2 separate regions of the Macaca mulatta genome follow, and region 2 is linked to region 1. A link is a contact called in public Hi-C data. All regions are on one chromosome and are shown on one strand. Each heading gives the region's core, a stretch centred on a gene start, on an enhancer-like site or on the middle of the called end of the contact. The rest is flanking DNA. Distances are from core to core; before and after follow the strand shown.

What was found. A called contact is a pair of places that touch in the nucleus more often than the background predicts.
Region 2: a Hi-C map of blood shows a contact between it and region 1, with 2.1 times the contacts expected there. The contact joins the promoter of GOLGB1 here to the promoter of IQCB1 in region 1. A contact is called at or near these places in 2 of 14 Hi-C or Micro-C datasets (blood and liver).

What each region holds. Positions count from the first base shown.
Region 1 is chr2:161,932,976-161,937,698 of T2T-MMU8v2.0, reverse strand. It overlaps IQCB1 (IQ motif containing B1), which reads right to left and starts at 2,926. Exons shown (of 15, transcript XM_015129989.3): 1 at 2,835-2,926; 2 at 2,257-2,347. It overlaps EAF2 (ELL associated factor 2), which reads left to right and starts at 3,058. Exons shown (of 6, transcript NM_001193490.1): 1 at 3,058-3,261. The coding sequence starts at 3,153.
Region 2 is chr2:162,032,825-162,037,303 of T2T-MMU8v2.0, reverse strand. It overlaps GOLGB1 (golgin B1), which reads right to left and starts at 2,598. Exons shown (of 22, transcript XM_077993839.1): 1 at 2,489-2,598.

The DNA.
Region 1 (4,723 bases), core at 1,677-4,176:
TATTTTCTATTCATATCCTTTGACTATATTTCTATTGGTTTGTCTTACTTTTTTGCAGAAGCTTTTCATACATGGATAGGAATCTTTTCTCTTTTATATTGGTTATAAAATTTTCTTCTTGGTTGTCATTTATTTTTTTAAATTTGACTATGGGGTCTTTACCATAATTTTACAATTTTTTTTTTTTTTTTTTGAGAAAGTCTCACTCTGTTTACCCTGGCTGCAGTGCAGTGGTGCAATCTCAGCTCACTGCATCCTCCACCTTCTGGGTTCAAGTGATTGTCATGCCTCAGCCTCCCGAGTAGCTGGGATTACAGGCATGTGCCATCGTGCCCAGCTAATTTTTGTATTTTTAGTAGAGATGGGGTTTCACCATATTGGCCAGGCTGGTCTTGAACTCCTGACCTCAAGTGGTCTGCCCACTTCGGCCTCCCAAAGTGCTGGGATTACAGGCATGAGCCACAGCGTCCAGCCTTTTTTACAATTTTTTACATACTGAAATATAACAATCTTTTCCTTTATGGCGTCTGTCTTTTGTGTCATGTTTAGAACGGTCCTCTTTAACCCAAGAGGTAAAAAACATTCTCCAAATCTTCATGTTTTTTTGGTTTTGTTTTCCTTACATATCTTCGAAAGTAAGGTATTTTTGTGAATCGTGTCAATAAGAATCTGAATTTCTAATGTTAAAGTTATTGATGGATTAAAAAATGCACATAACAGTCCTAAACTCATAAGGTAACTAGTTATGAATAGACAACAAAAACAATCTGAAATGTCACATTTTCATGCACTAAGTATACATACACATACGCAGGGTATCTTTTTGGACTCTACTTAGTTTCTAGTAATTTAATCTGTTTGTCTATTCTTAAGCTAGTACAACATAGTTCATTTTAACATATGTTTGGATAAAATTCACCTCAGAAGGTAAGCTTCATGAGGGCAACCTACCTATCCCTTAGAGATGATTAAATGAGTTAATACATGAAAGCAACTGGAACAATTCCTGGCACATAATAAGAGTTCTCCAAATGGTTATTATTAAAGCCCAGCTCTACCATCATACTACATTTAAGACCATCTTTGGTGGCTGCTTGGTTCACAACTATATTGTGATCTTTGGTTCACAACTATATTCCCAGTGGCTAGACTAGTACCTGGCATGTAGCATGATTCACTAAATACCTGTTGAAAGAATGAGTAAATGCACAAACCTCAGGCATTCTGAGCCTCAATTTCTTGACTTTCTGTTTTTCTTTTGTTACAATACAGAAAGCTCAGATTTATGGTTGGAAGCCTCTCTAAAGTAAAACAGACTCAAAACAGTTTGTGCCCTCCTGGCTACCATAATAAAACATCACTAAATCATTACTGTCATCAACAAACATGTGTAGAGCAGTATGGTTGATGTAGGGGACACAAAGATTCCACACAAGACATACTCTCTGCTATTGTTGCGGTTGGGAAAGAAAAGTATGTATATGTACGTGTGTACACACACACACATATTTAAAAATATACTTAAGAATATCAGATATATGATAAATGCTAAATAGATGACACAGATAAGAATACAGGCCATAAAGTCAGAGGACTGGGCTTCTCTGATCCACTTTTCTTGCTGTAAACAACATAGCAATTCCTACCTCCTAGAATGATTCTATTTAGAAGAGAAGGCAGCCACCAAGACGGTCTTAAAATGTAGCATTAAGTGTAGAGCTGGACCTTAAATAATAACCATTTGGAGACCTCTTGTTATGCTCCAGGAATTGTTCTAATTGCTTTCATGTATTAACTCATTTAATCATTCCAACAACTCTAAGGAACGGGTACTATTATTTTTTCCCCAATTTGAACAATGAGCATACTTAAACTCTGGAGAATGTAATTAGCTGGCACAAAGTCACACTGTTAAGTATAAAGCAGGGGTTCAAACTGGAGCCACCATCTGGCTTAAAGCATTTAACTACGATATGAAACAGCTTCGGCACACCTTCAAAGGGTAGGATTTACACAGACAGGTTGAAGGAGACATAGTCACCTACCCAAAAATCAATTGGCAAATGTGACTAAGGCAGAAAGTGAGGGAGTGCAGTTGGACTGCATAATTCCCCTGAAAAACCACCTGTTATGGAAACCATCCGTAAACTTTCTCTTGAGTGTTTCTCCTATAATTCAACACTTCTCCCATCTTTACATTAAATTCATGAAATTTGACACAAAAGGACAATTATTTATCTATTTTAATGCTACTACCCTGTTGCCAGGCCACTGGGGCCGGCCCAGCCTCTTGATTCTTCTGGAATCACTTCTCCCTCGCCGCGCCTGTTACTGCCTCCACGGATCACTGTGAGGAAAATAAATGAAAAGGAAATTCAGTGCGATCCGGTTGCGGCTGATCCTAAATGTCTGCAGTTCCTGTCTCCTAATCCTCTTTTTCCTCCCCACTACACATCCCCTTCTCCAGTCCTAAGACCTACAAGAAACTTCCTCTGATACAAAAAGGTCAGAAAACGATTACTGAGGTAACAGCGTCGCTTCAAGTCCAAGGACCGAGATTCTGGGGCCGCGGGGCCCCTTTGCTCCAGATTCTAGACCCGGCTTTCGCGCTACCAGGCCTTGGACAAGACACTAGGCCCTGTGCCCGGACTAGGCACCTCCCCAGGCCTCAGTTTCCACACCAGATCTCTACAGAGTGGGCGTGAGGGCAGGCCAATTCTCCCGTTAAGAGCTCTCACACGCCGGCTGACTTCGTCCAGAAGCCTGGGGTCCTGGCCTCCCGGTAGGCGCCCTGGGGCCCTCTCCCTCCCCAACCACCACCTCAGATAAGTTACCTCATCCTCGCTTCGCGTTCTTCCACAAAAGAACCCGGCTCCCACGCCGCACCACAGCGCCGCGGCCTTCCCGGGACAGCCTGCGTCGCGACGCGGGAAGGGGCCTGGAGGCGGGACCAGGGGCCTCGGAGTCAAGGGGCGGAGCGCCCTTTGCCAATAAGCCAATCAGAACGTGAGATGCTCCCGGTGGGGCGGTGCGCGTCGGGCGCGGGGTGGAGTCTGTGGTGACTCGGCTGGCGGGATCAAGTGCAGCTGCTTCAGGCTGAGGTGGCAGATAGTGAGCACCGGCGGCGGAGTTAAAGTCAGAGCAGGAGAGTAATGATGAACTGCGCAGCGGGATTCTCAAACCTAGACCGTCGCGAGCGGGTTCTCAAGTTAGGGGAGAGTTTCGAGAAGCAGCCGCGCTGCGCCTTCCACACTGTGCGCTGTGAGTGAGGACCGCCCAGGGATAGAGGGGGAGCCTCCCGGGATGGGGGTGAAGAGGCACAAACTCCTCTGGGTTTTGTTCCCACAGTCCGCCTTACATTGTTGGAGACTACGGGGCGGGGAGTGGGGGAGGCAGCGCGATCCTCTAACCTACTCGGAGTCTTAGGGGGTCGGTGGAAGGAATCGGAGTAGAGCAAATGTGGGTAAACCCTGGACAGAGAGCGTTGAGACCAACAGACAGGAAGGGAAAGTGTGAAAAAAGTCTGTAGAGGTGACTGTGGAGACAGACGTGACAGGTGGATGATGCAAGGGTGGACACGAAGATAATAAGGTGACAAATGGGAAAGGACTAAGGACCGAATGCCGGGGAAGTTGAATGCCTTGAGGCTGGTGGGGCAATATCCTCTCTTTTCTTCACTTTTTCTCACCTCTGGCAGATGAGGGTTATTTGGTGTGTTCTTTGCAAAGGGAGAAATTCTCAACCACCCCAATGATCTATATATCTCTTTAGACCCCAGATTTCACTCAGTTATCAAATACTGATTATCAAAGTATTCGAGGGTGTGTTATTAATTTCTGTATTTGGAAGATGCTTACCTCCCTATGATTTCTATCCTTTGGTTTTCTTTGTGTCCTCTGGAACTAGTTTTAATAAACTATTCTCTTTTATGTTGTTGGAGCAGAAAAAGGAGCTCTTTTGCTTTAACAGTTGGATGATATAGATTCCAGGAAGGAAAATATAGCATACAAGTTTTTATGTGTAAGACATTCGTTTTTTGCATAACAGCTGTCATAGAATGGTAGAGCGGGAAGGAAACTTCGAGATCACTGAATCATAACCTCTCATTTTTCTGTGGTAAAATTGTAAGTATTTTTTCACTTCCTTTCCTCAGCCTTGCCCTTCCTTAATATTTCATCATTCCGCCTTTCTCAGTCATTCTGCCCTCGGGTTGTTTAGAGACCTTTATGGTTTTTACTCTGAAATGTTCCACAGTTCAATCAAAACAACTAATTAAAACATACATTCTCCCAAAAGTTTATTTAAGTTGTAGACAATTTAGTTACAGTTACTCAGAGTAAAGGTATGAAGAACCACTGGTTTTAATCCTGCAAGAATATATTTACTAAAAGGGTTTTTTAAAGCAAAATTAACATCCAATTGGTAGACTAAATGGGTGAGACATTTGTGAACAGAAAATCTTCAACAGTGTCCCTTGTTTATTCCTCTTTATCATATACTTTCTCATCCAGAGCTCCCCACAATGAGATAGTTAGTGCTGTGCTGGCTCTGCAGTTTCTCTCTCTCTTCAGTCCAATTTTCCAGAAGTGTGATATGCGTCTTTATCTGGTTTCTCCATGCCTTTTTCTCAAATAGTATCTACTCTCTCCTTTTCTCTTCCTTCTCCAGTACACAATAGTCTTAATATTAATTTTTCAAGTTACAAGGGCTTAAGATTATAAAA
Region 2 (4,479 bases), core at 1,349-3,848, 100 kb before region 1:
GTTAAGTAATTTCCCCAGTCACATAGTTTGACAAAGCTTCTTGATGGGTGAAGACACACAGAAAAAATTTTATTTTCTGAATAATCTCATTACCCAATATTCTTCACTCAGGTTGAAAACAGAACGAGGGGACAAGGGCATTATGTTAATAGTTAGGTAAGTACTTTTTTTTTTTTTTAAGCAGTACGTAAACTAAAATGATTCATAGTAATATGGCCCCAAATAATTCCATATTGTTTAAACTACAGACAGGTTCACACAAGGGACCTAGGATATATATACATGGATGTTCACTACAGCAGTGTTTTGATGGTTAATGACTGAAAATCTAAATGTCCATCAATGGGGACAGGCTAAATATAATTTTTATATTTTTACAAAGGACTGCCATGTAGCCATCTAAAAGGATGAAGCAGTTTTATACCCATGGATATTGAAAGTGCCTAATACACAGTATGAAAGGACAAAAGAAAGACGTAGAATAGCATGTGTATTAGCATTCCACTTGTGGGAAAGACAGAAGCGGGTATGTATTATCATGTGCTTTATTATGATCAGAAAAATTCTTAAATATAACCAAGAAATTATTTACAGTGCTTACTTCTGGGAAGTGGGGAATGGAGATGGGTAGATCAGTAGATAGAAAAGAAAAAGACTTTTCTTTTTACATTGTATCCTTCTGTATTAAATTTCCTTTTATCAAAAGCATGTAGCTGATCTTAAAATAGCTTAATTAAAAATACAGCAACATAGAGCCTAGTCTCCTTTTACATAATGGTTTCTAACCACAGACTGGTATGTAATGATCAGTGGTATTCCTAATAGTAGTTAACCTAGAGAAATTAATGAATGATTTATTTTATAAACAAGGATAAAGTCAACATCCCTTTAATTAATCCATTAATCAAAGGGAGAAAAAGAAAGGGGGCCTATAAATCTCAAGCAGAAGGTTGAAAAAAATCTTCTAAAGATTATTTTTAAGAAAGGCTGCATTCCAGAGTCTGGATGCCAGAAATGCCAACGACCTTCTTGAAAAACAAGGAAGTATCTTTACGTGATTGTCAAATTGGATTGGGAGGTCCCAAAGGGTGGACAAGGCTTTTTAAAAATTTCATTCTTTTAAGTTTATACTTTTGCATATTTCATATTATACACAACATATTTACAGTGGTAGTCATACACTATGAATAATTAAACATACAATATTTGGGGAGATGCATGCTCAAAAATGTTTTACTGATGGGGAGTGCAATTAAAAAGGTTTGGAAGCTACTGTGGTTGTAAAAAAAATTAATGCAGTGAAGAGAAAAACATTAAATGGTCATTCTGTGGTCAAGCGATGAAAAGTAAAAGCTATGAAGCAGTTAATGTACAATGCCTGCAACTTTGGAGTACTCTTCAACTTTTTCCTGCATCCATTACAAAACCAAATCCTGCCATTTTTCCAATAGAATATTTCCTGAGTTTGCTCCTTCATAACCATTCTGGCCATCTAAATCTTATAAATTCACGCTTTTGGAAAGGCCTCCGGCCCTTCTGTAAAAAGCCCTCCACTTGCCTGCATCTTGCACAGAACTGTAAGAAGGTCCTTTAAGTGCTCGGCCAGCTTCCAACTATCTCAAAAACTGAAAGTACTTATTCATGATTTTAAATATCCCTGTCCCACTCTCAAAGTGTCCGCTCCCCGCAGACCAACTGGAGCTCTTTAAATAAGTCAGACAAATATATTCCTCATTCCTCAAGGGACTCACCCTCCCTTTCACACTCCGGTTGTGCAGATTAAACACACTCCACACCATCAAACCAAGTTATTTTTCCTCGAGAACTCTCCTCGAGGTTCCTTTTTCTCTAACAGCCTGCCCACCTCTGATTCCTGGGATTTTCGTGTTGACGGGATCGTTGGGATCTTTCCTCTCTTCTCATCTTTCCAGTAACCCATTAGCATTAGCAGGATCACTGGACAGGCCTCCGTTTGCATTAATATCGCCAATGATTCTGTGATCTCCGCCCTCAAGACCTTTGATTTCTTTTGGTCCCGCCTCCCCTTCGGGACACTAAGTTTGTTTAGGGCCTGAGCACAGGGGCCCGGCAGGTTCTTTCCGACGTCAGCGGCTGCGTACCGAGGCCGACTTAGGCAGGCCGCTCCAGGAACAAGGCCGTGCGGACAGGACTGACCTGGGCGCTTTTCCCCGTCGCTCGCAGGGGAGAAACGTGCCGGGGAGGGGACAGACCGTGAGCAAGTGGTCCAAGTCTGCGCAGGGCGACCCCGAAAGCCCTCCGGTGGGGCCGAGAGGCTTGTGGGCTACTAGAACGAGGCCTGGTAGGTGAAGGAGGCGGGTGAAGGGCCGGATCCAGGACTGAATCCGGGAGAGGCGGGGCGAGGAGGGGACTTCAGTGTAGCTGCTTGGGCAGCTCCCGCGACCCCTCTGGCGGGGGTGACTGTTATTGGACTCGCAGAGGGAAGAGTTGGGGAGCGTCCCCCACTCACCTAGAAGCGCTGCCGCCTGAGGCTTCAGCTGCCCCCCTCCCAATTCAAGCCACGTCAGCTCGGGAACCCCGTACGCAACACCTTCCACCGCCGCGCCCCACCAGGGACTCAGCCACTAGCAGTTGGGACGGAAGATGGGATTAAGACACCGACCAATCAGGACTATCGGCAGTGGGTTACCAGGGAGACCAGGCACGCCTTGTTTGTTACCAACCTATCAACAATGACGGAAACCAATCAACGACAGAAGATGCCCCGCTTCCTCAAAGAAACAGCCAATGGACCCTAAAGAGTGAATGAGGGGCGTGATTAGACGCGAGTAGGTGCCCCGGAAGAAGATCTGGGGAGGGACAGGAAATGCCGAGTGGGCGGGCGTTCTGGGAAAGGTCAGGTGTTCTCAGTGTGAGGTGGTTATGCTGGTTTCGTCTAATTCCACCGCTTAGTAGGCTGTGACTGACCGAGACTGCGGCTTGGGCTTCCGTAGAGACTTGAGACTGCGGGCACCCCCTGCCATTAGGATTGTTGAATGAGCTGTGAGAAGGGAGTCGGGGATATGGGACTCTTAGAGTCAAAAAATACTGGAGCCTCTTAGTTCTTCGTCTAATATGACCTTTTGATTTTGTTGATGAAAAATAATTAACCACAGAAGTAACTTGCCCAAAGTCAAACAGCGACTTAGTGATGAAACTCGAACTAGAACCCGGTGTCAGTGTGAAAGAGGATCAGCGATGTCTGTAAGGACATGATTGTGAGAGAGAGAGTAGTGACTACTAGAAAGGTGCCTCTTACAAAGTGGAGCCTAAGCCAGGACCTAAGCAAAGATTGAGAGTTGAGGGCTCAGGCTCTGCAATGGGTGTCAGTGAAGCGCTCCAGCAAAAGACTGAAATCACGCATGCTCTCCTTAAACCCCAAGGAAAGGGAGGGAAAGTAGCCAACTCCCAGTGACCTGTCATTTCAGGCACTCTCTAGGCAATAAGAATAATGTTAGTTTGAATTTATTGAATCTTACCGTGCACTCAGCTGGCCCATTGTATGTATACTCATCTCAATGATTACATAACTTCGCAATTCAAACATCAGCTCAGTAAGGCCTTTCCTGGCTGCCCATCTTACAGAACTGGAGGTCATTATGCTAAGTGAAATAAGTTTGGCACAGAAAGACAAATATCCCATAGTCTCACTCATGTGGGAGCTTAAAAAGTTGATCTCATGGAGCAGAGATAAGTACCAGAGCCTGGGAAGGTGGAGTTGGGGGAGGCAGGGAAGAGATTGGTTAATGAGTACAAACATATAAGGAATAAGTTCAAGTGTTTGATAGCACAGTAGGGTGACTATAGTTAATATATATATATCTCAAAATAACTAGAAGAGAAGATTAGAAATGTTCCCAACACAAAGAAATGATAAATGTTCGAGGTGATAGATACCCTAAACACCCTGATTTGATTATTACACATTGTATGCATATATCAAACTACCACACCCCATAAATATGTACAAATATGTATCAATACAAACATAAATAAAATTGCTGCATGCACTATACTTCTTTGCTTCTTTTTCCCCCTAAGCATTTTGCCATCTAACATACTATATATTTTATTCATTTATCTTGTATCTCTCTTCTCATTAGATTATAAGCTCCAGGAAGGTAGTAATTTTGATCTCAGCTTTATCTCCAGGTCCCAGAAAATATAGAGGAGGGCACTCAATATCTATTAAATTAATAAAGTATATGTGATTATCCTTATTTTAAATGCAAGGCAATAAGACTACAGAAGGTTAATTTGCACAAGGTCCCATGGTGAGGGGCAGAGACAGAATTTGAAGTGGCTATTCAACGTCAATGCTGCAGCACTTTATGAATACGTCATATTCTTATATCCCTCATTGTATCCACCCAGCAAAGTCCTAAACCTGCATCAGTCCAACTATTGGTCTCTACTCCTACCTTTGGGGAGCAAAATGCTGCAGGAGACATCAGGACAATA